Regions from separate parts of the Mus musculus genome. Here all the other regions are linked to region 1. The links are chromatin contacts, called in public HiChIP or PLAC-seq maps. All regions are on one chromosome and are shown on one strand. The core of a region is the stretch at or near the end of the contact, and the rest is flanking DNA. Distances in the headings are between cores, read along the strand shown.

Evidence for each region. HiChIP or PLAC-seq counts read pairs in DNA pulled down with a chosen protein or histone mark.
Region 2: a contact with region 1 is called in an HNF4G HiChIP or PLAC-seq map of pancreatic cancer cells. The contact joins two enhancer-like sites. A contact is called at or near these places in 4 of 39 promoter capture datasets (the HPC-7 cell line, liver, pre-B cells and 1 more) and 1 of 115 datasets of contacts at active chromatin or transcription factors (pancreatic cancer cells).
Region 3: a FOXA1 HiChIP or PLAC-seq map of pancreatic cancer cells shows a contact between it and region 1. The contact joins two enhancer-like sites. A contact is called at or near these places in 1 of 39 promoter capture datasets (pre-B cells), 1 of 115 datasets of contacts at active chromatin or transcription factors (pancreatic cancer cells) and 1 of 9 other capture datasets (liver).

Annotation. Positions count from the first base shown.
Region 1 is chr1:91,815,149-91,819,167 of GRCm38.p6, forward strand. The region is part of intron 1 of Twist2 (twist basic helix-loop-helix transcription factor 2); the gene reads left to right. It overlaps Gm46117 (a long non-coding RNA gene), which reads right to left. Exons shown (of 3, transcript XR_001779204.2): 2 at 856-929; 3 at 279-534. Among named protein-coding and RNA genes, the nearest start is that of Gm46117, 14 kb to the right of the region's middle. Within about 2 kb of position 1,708, at least 77 of the 459 cell types and tissues checked have an H3K27ac peak or open chromatin away from gene starts, as enhancers often do. A contact at or near this core is called in pancreatic cancer cells, where this site is marked.
Region 2 is chr1:92,785,095-92,789,113 of GRCm38.p6, forward strand. No RefSeq gene overlaps it. Among named protein-coding and RNA genes, the nearest start is that of Gm36102, 35 kb to the left of the region's middle. RefSeq lists an enhancer at 4,008-4,019. Within about 2 kb of position 2,282, at least 62 of the 459 cell types and tissues checked have an H3K27ac peak or open chromatin away from gene starts, as enhancers often do. A contact at or near this core is called in pancreatic cancer cells, where this site is marked.
Region 3 is chr1:90,894,575-90,898,593 of GRCm38.p6, forward strand. The region is part of intron 4 of Gm35381 (a long non-coding RNA gene); the gene reads right to left. Among named protein-coding and RNA genes, the nearest start is that of Gm35381, 13 kb to the right of the region's middle. Within about 2 kb of position 2,312, at least 125 of the 459 cell types and tissues checked have an H3K27ac peak or open chromatin away from gene starts, as enhancers often do. A contact at or near this core is called in pancreatic cancer cells, where this site is marked.

The DNA of each region.
Region 1 (4,019 bases), core at 458-2,957:
TACAGTTAAGGAGTAGCCATGGAAATGATAGGACAATAGCGTTTAACCGTAAATTAGACACAGTGAGAAGGGAACAATAATCAATTTCAAAAACAGAACGGTTACAACCGCACAGTGCAACATCATGCAAACACTCCCCCCACCCCAATCTTCATTCCATTGTACATACAAAGTAGAAAACCCCTCAGGCTGTAACTCAGTGAAGTAGCCTGAAACCAACCATATACAGTGAGCTTGGGTCTGGGGCATGCTTGTTTACTAAATACCCCATAGATGCCTTGATTCACCTTTGCTGTCTGGGTGCATGGACACAGAGTAGGTTCTTAAAGACAAAGAAGGCCCACCAGCACCCCTTCCTAAAGGAGAGGTCAACTAACCCTCTGCTCACCTCCATGAAACAATGCCGTCACCACACTGTTTCAGCCACTGCTCCCCAGGGGATGGGTTGGCATTAGAACTTTCTCTCTGCATCCTACTGAAGTGATCTAGGAAGGTGGCTGGGTGGTGGGGCGCTGGCCCAGCGTGCTGCAGGCTCTACAACAAAATCCAGAAAGTGGCCTTTTGAGGGATATTGTCATGTCTTCCTCAATCCACGGGTCACCCCGTCCCTGTCCTCACACAGAGACTGTTGGGCTAGTCTGGGGCATTCCTCTGGAGTGTGCTAGCTAGCCTGCCTTAGGTCAATAGTGTAGCTCACGGGTTCCCCTTGACCACAGGGATGCAGTTATGACTATGAGGCCACATCTTAAGCTCCATCTGCCAGAGCCACCTGCCTCTGTGAGGTCCTTGACTGGTTGATTGTTCAGGTTTAGGGCAGAGATCCCCATGTGTCCATCTTCCCACCAGCAGACTCACCTCAAGACTCGGGTTCCTCTCTGTGTTCTCCAGTCCTCTGGGGTGCCATTTGAGAGGACACCAGTCACTGGCCGCTGCAGATTGTGGAGGCAAGCAGAAAACAGACAAGGAAGCAAAAACATCTCAATGAACTCATTGACCACTCCCCTGGACCATGCTGAGAACAGCCATTTAAAGCCACCTCAGTCCTGGGAGCAGGAAGGTAGCCACTCACCTGTAGGTGTTTGTATTGCCCTTCTTTCTGTAGGGTAAAAGGTTACTCACTCAGCACCTAGGTTGCAGTTGATGCTGTGTATGGTTCATGCTGAGGACCTGGGAGGGTTGGGGACTATGTGGGCATAGCTTCCAACCTGGATCTCCTAACATCCCGTTTCCTGGGACCCGCCCTCTGCAGCCCCTTCATAGACCAAGCTCCCCTCTGAGCTGGAGAGCAACCAGACTCTGAATCTTGTGTCTCCTTTTGCAGTCCTTAGTTGTAATCTAATTTTTGTTATTCTTGTTTTCTTTCACACATTTGACGCATACTTCTGGCAAATTCTAGGACCACACTTGCCAGATGACCAAATCTTTTTTTTTTTCAGAGTAATGACTGACATTTTTGTGAGTTTCCATCAGCTAGGCGGGAAGTGGCTAGAGGTGAGGGGCAAGCTCTCCCACGCTCAGATTCCCTCTGTAGCACTCACCACCATAAATATGTCACACACTCACAGGCCTGCACCTTAGTCCTTGATTCAAAACCACGGATTCCTTTTGTAAAGATCTCAAAGAAGCAAGAAGTTAATGGCTGGGGTCAGTCCCCTGCAGGGGCCTCCTCCATGAATCAGTGCCCCGGGAGCAGGGTGACTCAGAGCAGAGCTTGTGTCTCCTGGTTCTGTGAATAAACAAAGCAGGAAAGTCTGACTGGTCCCTGGGGTGCAGGGTGGGAGGCGGCTCCCAGCTCTGAGGACGCCCCACCCAGCCCAAGAGCCAGGTCAGCCCGAGGAAGGGAAGATCAGAGGGGAGAAGGCTGGACCTCACCGGAACAAAAGCCAAACAAGGCAGAAACAGACCAGAGGGTACTCAGGAAGCTGCTGTCCTGGTGGGTTGAGGTCTTGGGGGGTGCTTAGGATACCCTTAGGATAAACTAGCACAGACACCTGCTCTGGGGCTGTCCATGCCTGGATTACCTAGACACATAAACCACCGCCATCTTCCCACTCCTCCCCTCCTGTGCCTCCCCAGGCTTCACACCTTGACTCTGGGTAACACTGATGCTGATTCCCCTTCCTGAGCACCGAGTAACAGAGTACCATGGAGGTGGGATCCCCTCTTTCTGTCTTCTCCCTCCACAGGATCCTGAGTACGGAATTTGAGGTAGGGTTGGACCTTTGGGACATGACTCTGATATAGCTGTCTCTTGTGAGGCTATGCCAGTGCCTGGCAAATACAGAAGTGGATGCTCACATTCAGCTATTGGAAGGAACACAGGGCCCCCAAAGGAGAAGCTAGAGAAAGTACCCAAGGAGCTGAAGGGATCTGCAACCCTATAGGTGGAACAACAATATGAACTAATCAGTACCCCCCAGAGCTCGTGTGTCTAGCTGCATATGTAGCAGAAGATGGCCTAGTGGGCCATCACTGGGAAGAGAAGCCCTTGGTCTTGCAAAGATTATATGCCCCAATACAGGGGAATGCCAGGGCCAGGAAGTGGGAGTCGGTGGGTTAGGGAGCAGGGCAGGGGAGGGTATAAGGGACTTTTGAGATAGCATTTGAATTGTAAATGAAGAAAATATCTAATAAAAATTGTTAAAAAAATAAAAATAAAAAAGCAAGATCAGAGACTCCTGGATTCTCCAAGCATGCAAGGTTCAGAGGATCTGGCTGGAAGGTGGCAGAGTCCCTTCTCTTCTGTTGTTCCTGGGGACACAGACATCATTGCCCTGCAAAGGCAAATGGCCAGAGGGGGTGCTCTAGGCTCAGTTGGTCTCCACCATTCCATCACATATCCTCAAAAAGGCCCAGGGAGGCTGGGACTTCCTCCATTTCACAGGCAGGGAAACTGAGGTCCCCAGAAAATGGATAGCAATGGGCACAGGCTAGGAAGCAAACCCAGGTAGTCTGCTTTTAGTACATTGCCCCAAAATTCCATTTCCCCTTATGAATATGGCCCAGTTCTTAGGGAAATACATTTTCGCAAATGTGAGGCAGCCATTCATCTCAGCTGCTATGTGCACTCCCTAAGGGTGACAGCCCACCTGGGAACAGCCAGGCACTTGCTGACATTTTCTATACTCTTGTCAACCGCTCTCAGGTGTTTTGTGTGCTCACTGACAGGAGGAGATGGAGCATGTGGCCGGGAAGATCTATGTCTGCAGACTGGGGGTCAGGGGAGAGCCAATCACAGAGTACCTGGTGTATGCTGTTTGGGGGCTTGTCTTCCTACTGTGGCAATGAGAAATGTCAGCTTTTTCTCCTGCTAGAAGGCTCACTGACACCCTCAGTGGCAAACCGTCTTTCCATATGTAGTAAGACTAAGTAACAACTCACAGGCCACTTGCCACTGCTGGGCCTTGTTGAATTTGTTTCTCACTGTTGTGACAAGCTGCCCGACAGAAGCGGCTTCAGGAAGGGTTTCTTTTGGCCGTCCGAGGCTGCAGACTACCATGGAGGGGAAGGCGTGGCAGCAGGGACTGGAGGCAGCCAGGGCCACATGGCATCCATAGTCAGGAAGCAGAGATGAATGCTGGTGTCTGCCCCCTTCTCCTTCCTATTCTGTCCAGGACCCCCTCTCCATCCAGCGAAAACTGCCACACACACACTTAGGAGATGTCTTCAATGCTCAGTTAGACCTCTCCGGAAAAGTCCTCACAAGCAAAGAGGTGCGTCTCCTAGGTGATTCTAAATCCAGTCAGATTGACAAGGAAGATGTCAAATGTGATCAAAATGCCCCTCCCAGTTATGGAACACTTGCAGTTTCCCTGCCTCTCCGTGCTCAGCAGGACTGTGTAGACCCTCCCCAGCTCTTCCTCATATGGTCTTCCTGTCTACACGTTGATCTGACTCACTATTACTGGAGTAACAAGAGCTGTGTCCCACCGAGTGTTTGGTATTACCTTCCACGTGTGGACTCCTTTACCTTGGTTCCCACCCACTGCCCAGCAGTTGAACCAACCTGACCGGCCATG
Region 2 (4,019 bases), core at 1,032-3,531, 970 kb after region 1:
TGAAGGCAGACACTGCCCGCCGGAGATAATGGCATGGAGTATATGAGTCCCTGGCCTACGGAACACGACTGTAGCTTCACCTTGAGCCTTGGAAGCAGGCCCAGCCTGACTCAGCCTCAGACAGCCCTTTAGACCCCTGGCTATCAGCTCCCAGAGACACCTGTGCTGGACCTTGGACTTGCCCGCTACTCTGTAGTTCCTATGGTCAGAATGTTTCTGTCCCCTGAATCTACATACTGAAACCTAATGCTCGATACCATAGTGTTGTGAGCCTCTGGGGATAAGTAAGTACATTTTGCAAACAGCCCTTATGAAGAGAATTCAAGTCCTTACAAAGGAAGAAAAGCAGCCAAGGAGATAGCTCTGTCCATTAAGTCCTTGCCTTGTTTCCTCAGACACCACCCCCAAATCTGGGCATGATGATGCACATCTGTAATCCTAGCACTGTCAATGTGGAAATAGGTGGATTCTCGGGGCTCACTAACCTGCTTGTCAAGGTCCAGGCCAATGAGATACTCTGACAAAACAAACAAACACCAGCTATGGCTGGAGAGATGACTCAGCTCAGTTGATAAAGTGAATGTCAAGCAATCATGAGAACCTGAGTTCAGATTCCCAGCACTCACAGGAAAAGCCAGGCACGGTGGTGCACGCTTGTAATCCAGGCACTGAAGAATCCGAGATGAGAGGACTCCTGAGCTCACTGGACAGTTAGTCTTGCAGAATTCGTGTGCTCCAGGATCATTAAGAGACACTATCTAAAAACATGGTGGGGAGCAATTGGGAAGATACTCAAGGCTGGCCTCTAGCCTACACAGAGAGAGGGGGCAGGAGGTAGAGATAGCCTCTTTGCCCCTTACACAATGACACATCACCTATGGAAAAGTTGGCCCTCAATGTCATAGAAAATGCAGCATCTGCTTCTGCCTTGGTTGGATTTCAGGGTCAAAGAAGGTTATAATGTTCATGAGCCATTCGGTCTGTGGATTTGGTACGACAGCCAGAACAGGCAAAGGTGAGTGAGCGGGAGCCTGGAGAAGGCGGACTGCTTGAAGGTCCCACAGCAGGAGTTCAGGGAAGACCAGACTCCAGAGTGTGGAGCATGCTTTGTCCTCAAGGGCTGCACTCCGGCTTAGGCCCAGATACCTCCGGGTCCTATGCAGAGCATCTGGAACTCAGGGCCAGGTCCTATCTCAAGGCAGCCAGAGCCTTTAGCCTTGTTTCCACGATCGAATACGCAGGTGCACCGGTGTTCTGCCAAGCACACTCCATGAACATGGGTCCTTGGCCCGCTCAATTTAACTATATCCCCAGTGACCTCCACTATGTCCTTCCAGGCCCTCTGCTCCTCCCCCTTGACCCTTGACCTCACCCCAGCTCACTCACTCAGAACCCCATCATGGGTCCTGTTACCAAAGTATCCTAATACTAAAGTCACCTGGCCCACGGTGGCCCTGCCTCACTTGCTCCCACAACACCCCACAGCATTGTATCCTCTCCCTCATCTGACCCACAGTGAAGAACCCAACTCCCCAGCCCAGCAGAAGAGATGCTTAAAGGTCCCTCCTCCCACGCCTGCTTCTGCAGGTGCTTCTTGCACATATTCCAGGGCGAAGGACTGCCTGCTCCAAGATCAAGGCGAATATTCCAGGTTCAGACTGCACGTTCAGGGGGACATGCTCTAGTCCAGGACTAAGTCTAATGCACTCCTTAACATTAGGTCTTGAAATCTGTCCAGACAATCCCAGGAGGAACAATCAATGTAGTTTGCCATTTGCAGGGAACCCACACATGCTCTCAACTGTTCAGGAGAGACCGGGACCGCCCTGCTGAGCAGCAAATCTTGCTCTACCCTGACCACCTCTCTAGCAACAATCTCAGGGCTGGGGAAGGCCCAGGGTAGGAGGATCTGGGGAGAATTTTCCAGATCTCCTCTTTGCCAAGGTAGGGTAGGCCTTGCCACTTCTCTGGGAGTGTCAAGTTCTTACTCTCTAACAGTGAATGCTACCAAGGTCATCCTGCCAGCCTCTTCCTTCTGACGCTTTGAGGCCCAGTTCTGCTGTGATCCTAAGACCCAACACAAGGCCAGCTTCCTCCTGCCAGGCACAGCTCCCCACCCTCAGGCAGGACCAGCTGTGTCTATGGGGGAAGAGAGGGCCGCAGGGGCTGTGGGGAAGGGACAGATGTGCAACAAGAGGGGCATTGTCCACACTCTAATCAGACTCCCAGGAGCTGCAGGGGTGGGAACAGCTAGGCAGAGTTCTGAGCTGGAGGCTCCCAAAATAGCCAGGGTGCGGCTGGTGGCCGGGCTGGGCAGCTGACTTCACGCCACAAGCATGCTGGGCAGCCCAGCTGTCTGGGGCCGCACCTGCTCGGCCTGAGCAGAAGGCTGCCCTCGGTGGAATGGGATGAACAGCCTGGGGCCTGGCCACCCACAGCCCAGCTCTTGGCTGTGTCCCAGAGGGCCCTCCAGGCGCTTGGAGCACCATGCTACTCCTTGATCCTGTCCACTTGGGCCAAACTCACCCCCTTGACAAGGCTTGGGTCGCTCAGAGAGGTGGGCTGTTGTATGTGAAGGAAGAGACTCTACCTTCCTCGTGGGACACCTTTGAAGGAAGGAAGAATGATCTTCCTACTCAAGGCAGGGGTACCATCTGTTCTCCTGGAGGTGGGGGTGGGGCGGGGGGTTGTCTCTGTGACTCCAACACTGGCTCAGGAGGCTCGTAAACACTACTGAAGTTCATAGGTTGACATCGTTATCTTCTTCCTTGATAGTGGCTCCTGTGCCCTCCATAATGGCTTCTGGACCACCAGGAGTCAGTCACCTCAAGCTGTTCCAAAAATCTCTTTCCTTTCCTGGGCTTGAGATAGGCTAAAAAAAAAAAAAAAAAAAGTTTCCTAGGGTCAGGGCAGGAAATTGAAATTGAGTAGCCCTCAGACAAACTCCATTTCTCAGGGCTTCCTCCCCGGGGGTATCCTGGGGTAATACCCATGTCTGGATGTTCTGCGGGGGCCACCAATTCATTTTCCCGAGGGACAGATGCGTGATAACTTCTTTTGCTAGGACTATGCACAGGGAGTTGATACCCATGGGTAGATCTTGAAACAGGCAGAACTCCCTATCAGGGCCCAGGACTCAGCAGCTGTGCATCGCCCTGAGAAAGGTCAGCTGAGTGACAAATGACAACACACTGTGCAGTCTTCACTTCGGCTTTTGTGGTCCAGTGGATCATGCATACATATGACAAAGTTCAGATAATGCAAAGAACATCTTAAGAAATTAAATATCTGCCCCATAGCTTGAGAAACGCAATAAAACAACTGCAAAGGAAGGGGATTTGGTTGAATAATAGGCTAGGACCAGGTTTCTGAAGGGCTTTGTGGTTCAACCAAGGAAAAACTGTTTCTGTTCGGCTAGGCCCTGAGGCCCTCCTGTGTAAAGAGCTGGGCTGTGGGTACCTTCCACGCCTCCACATCGGTACTGCCTCAAGTGCACAGGAGCAACCTCAGGGGCAGACTCACTCACTAAGGCAAACACACCTGCTCCCACATACACAGGGATACCCAGTCCTGTTAACAGAAGGTAAGTGACAGCAGGGTCCCTAATCCCATCCCTCTGTTGGCCTTTCCTGGTTCCTCTCTCTCAAGTGAAATATTACCCCTAGCAGACCCAGTGGTGCAGGCCTGGTTGGGGTCTCCAGCATCTGTGCAGAAATCCTCAGGAATGGCCTGAGACCTGACACACACACACACACACCCTCACCCCTGCCTCCTTCACAGTCCTTGCTGTCTGTGGGGCCTTAGAACGAGGAGCACAGCAGTCCCAGGGGTGCTTTAGCTAATGCCAATCCCAGGTTTTCACACCCCTCCCAATCCCAGGACCCATAAGACCTGCACATTCTGTCCCTAACTACCCGTCTTGCCCTTCTGGCTGCATGTGTAGTTCTGAGCCCTAGGGCCACCTGGCTGAGAGACAGTGACGACAAGGTTTATCAGACATCCCATCCCAAAATGTCCAG
Region 3 (4,019 bases), core at 1,062-3,561, 920 kb before region 1:
CTTCCCAGAATCCCACCCCGAGTCTGCTTGCTTTTCTGCATCATTCAGAAACTTTTCTTCTATCTCTTTTCTAAGCATAGTTTACTTAATACGTTGGTTTTCCAAACATTTGGGTTTCCTTGCTTTCTCTATAGCTTCCTCCTGCACCACGTGGCTGCTTGTCTGTTGTATGTCCACCTCCCATGCTGCTTCAGTGGCATGGCTTTCTTCCCCCCTCCTCTGTTCTCCTCTGTGTGGCAGCTCAGATACAGCTGGTTTCCTTTAAACTCTAATAAAATTGTCCTTGAGCTTCTGTTTGAGTCCATTCTTAAATTGTTTTATTAATGATGCATACAACCCCAAGAAGAGGCTCAGATTTCTCCTGTATCCATAGGAAGGAAGGAAGGAAGGAAGGAAGGAAGGAAGGAAGGAAGGAGAAGGGGAAGGGGAGGGGAGGGGAGGGAGGGAAGGAGGGAAGGTAGCCAATAGCACAGACTTCCCAAGACCTCTGAAATTCACACAGCCTTTCATAGACATTACCTCATGTCACTCCGTAGCAAGCCCTTAGAGGACAATTCTGGACAAGAACTACAGCTGTCAGAGAAGTTGGACAGTGTGTCTAGTGCAGGAGAGCAAAGCGGGGGTGTGGGGGTGTGGAGCCAGGCCAGGGGCTCTCTCCTCTGCTAGATGCTAGACATGAGACTGAGAGAATAGCCCGGGAACCTACTCTCCCCTTTTCCTCTGTCCCTGCTGAACAGCCTGAAGCTCTAAGCCTAAGGGCTTCTCTAGTGCTCCAGACCACATGGTTGACAAGCTGATCAGACAAAGATGTAGGGTACTAAGGACCCCTGAGCATCTATCAGTCAACAACAGGCCAGAACTAGGAAGCAAGCAATCCACTGTCTATCCCTTGACCACATCACAGAGCACCGAGACAGTCATCACAAGGTCCCCAGTAAGGCCACAGAGGCCACTTGATCACTCACCACACATCTTGCTGCTCCAACCAGGCTCTTCCCAAGACCTCCTCCCAAATACATGGCTTAAAATCACTTTTGGCTCAGTCTGGCTCTAAGGAATTCTAAGTCAGATTATCCATCCACACTACTAAACTGGTAAGTCAAGGGCTGGGGATGTAATTCTATTAATAGGGTGCTTGGCTAACAGGCAGAAAGTCCCAGCCCCATCCAAATTGCAGCATCAAGCCAGGTGTGGTAGTGCAAATCTGTAATCCTAACACTCAGGAGGTTCAAGGAGGGGGACCAGAAGGTCAAAGCTGTAGAGGCTAGCCTGAGACACATGAGACCATATCTCAGAAAGGAGGAGGAGGAAGAGGAGGAAGAAGATGAGTAGGAGGAGGAAGAAGAGGAGGAGGAATAGGGATAGGAAGAGGAAGTGGAGGAGAAACAAAAGGAGTAGGTGGAGGAAGAAACGAGGTGGAAGAGATGAAGAAAAAGGAGGAAGAGGAAAAAGAGGAGGAAGAGGAAGAAGAAAAGGAGGAAGAGGAGGAGGAGGGAACAACTGAAACCAAGCAAGCAGGTGTGTCTCACATGCAAAGACTAAGCAGGCCTGGCCCTGCTTTAACTTGAGGAAATCTGGCACATTCTGGACAATATGGCCATAAAAAGATCTAAGTAAATTTTCTATACCAGATAAATCATACATGATGCCCATTAACCCAGGAGAGCAGAGGGCTGTGCACAGCTAACCTGACCACATTCCACACACACACACACACACACACACACACAGAGAGAGAGAGAGAGAGAGAGAGAGAGAGAGAGAGAGAGAGAGAGATTCAGAGACAGGAGTGGCTACTAACCAATGACCTTTCTTCAAAGCAATGTCCAAGCCAGTGGGAGAGTGTCAAAACCCATCAGTCATGTCTACCCCAGCAAAGCACACTGCGCATAGTGACAGACATGATCCTGGTTGCCAACCCTGCCCCTCAGCTCATGGACTCAACAGGCTCACAACGCCATCAGCAGATGCCTGTCGTAAGTTCCCTAGGTCCCCAAAAGCTAATCTCCCCTTTGCCAGAGGCACATGTGCTGAAATACGGGCACCAAAGCCTATGATCACTCCATGTAAAAAAAAAAAAAACAAAAAACAAAAAAAAAAAAAAAAACAGAGATACAAAATTTAGAGCACTTAGCATGGAACCTGGCCCACCTGGGTGAGTGGTAAACTAAAAATAGACATGAGTCACGGTTGGCCTGGGAGGGTGGATCTCAGTTCCAGCAAGAGCACACCCTCCCCTTCCCCCGCCCCAGCACCACCTAAGGCAGCCAAGGAGCAGAAGCCTGTGTGTACCCTATGTGCAGCCCAGCATGGGCAGGACACTCAGTGCACGTCTTTGGCACCGGCCTTCTGTGAGTCACATGGTTGTGGAGAGCCCTGGGGCCTGCGCCTTGCGTTCTGCTGAGCGTATCTGGAACCATCTGGCCAGGCACTGGAGCCCGCTTGGAGTCCCTGGATAAACACATCCCGTCACTTAGGAAAACAGAATTCGGTTTTCCTTACTTGATGAAGGAAGCCTCTGGGGGGTAGTTACAGAAATGTGTGCAAGACTAGGGGAGGGAGTTGGCCAGCTTACTAGAACAGGAAGCCGAGGGTCTTTGCACAGCACAATGCAGAGAAAGGTGAGAGAAAGCAAGAGTGAGGGAAAGCAGCCCCATTGGAGGTGTGTCCACAACGACCAAATTTCACAGTCACACATGCTCTGATTTACACACAGGCTCCATTCCAGGGCTGTTTCCAAGGTAATTGTTTGGAGTTTGGGACGGAATTTCCCGTAGAAACTGCTCACTGGCGGTAAACTTAACCCACTGAGAGCTTTCTCCACTATGCAAGGAACTAAAGACATCATTGCTTCACTCTTCCCAGTCCTTCTACATCATATGAATCATTGCTTCAGTGAGAAATTAATGCTCATGAATAAAACAAGAGATTCTCTCTTGTTCCTCTGTACCACCCACCTCAGTAAATAGAACTTGGGACAGGTTCCCTGGAGCAGGTAAGTAGAGAGAGGTGTCCTAAGCTGACTATGAAAGCCAAGGCTATGTCACTCTCTGATCAGACACTCACCGTCTCTGAGCCTTGCTCACCTCTCCCGCAAATAGTCCCTACTTGTGCTATTGCCCTTGATGTTATTAAGCGCTGGAGTATATAGTGCCCAAGAACAGAGCTTGACTGGCATTGCCTGTTGCCTCTACTTTTATGCACAGAGGAGAGAATTCAAGGAAAGCAATAACAAAAAGATGAACCATGTCTATTTTTTTTCTTAATCTGATCATCATGCCTGGTTTATGGCATTCTGTAATGAGGATCTAATGATGGATGGATGGATGGATGGATGGATGGATGGATGGACAGACAGAGTGAAGGATAGACATGTGGATGTAGAACATGCACATACTGTCTTCTGAGCCACTGCCACTAGCTTGAGTTTAGTACCCTTCTCTTAGACCTTTATCAGTTGTCTTTCTCCTTGCTGTGACAAAACACCTCATAATAATTACTTAAGGAAGAGGGGGTGTGTTTTAGCTCAGAGTGTTTCCCATCATGATGGGGAGTCGTGGTTGTGAGAGTTTGGTCTGGTGACATTTCACCCACAGTGAGGAAGCAATACCCAGTGAAGCCTCAGGCTCAGCTTGCTTTCCTTTTAACACAGTCTTTGACCCCAGCCCTATGGAAAGATGCTGCCCACACTTAGGGTGGGTGTTCCCTCCTCAATTAACCTAATGTGTCTAGGAATATCTAATCCTTCACAGATGTGCCCAGGGGCTTGTTTCCACAGTGATTTTAGGTCCTGTCAAGTTGCAGATACTAACCATCACAGACTTACTCCCAACCCTACCCACAGGCAGGCCTTGATGCTATTGAATCCTATCTATTAATTACAATTGCCTGTCCTCTGGCTCTGAGGAGTCATCTCTCTGCTCCAGCCTTTCTCTAGGCTCTTTGCCACCAGCAGTCCCAAGGGCCATGCCCATGGAGGCATTTTTCATGGTTATCCCTTAGCCCAGTTATCCCTTTGC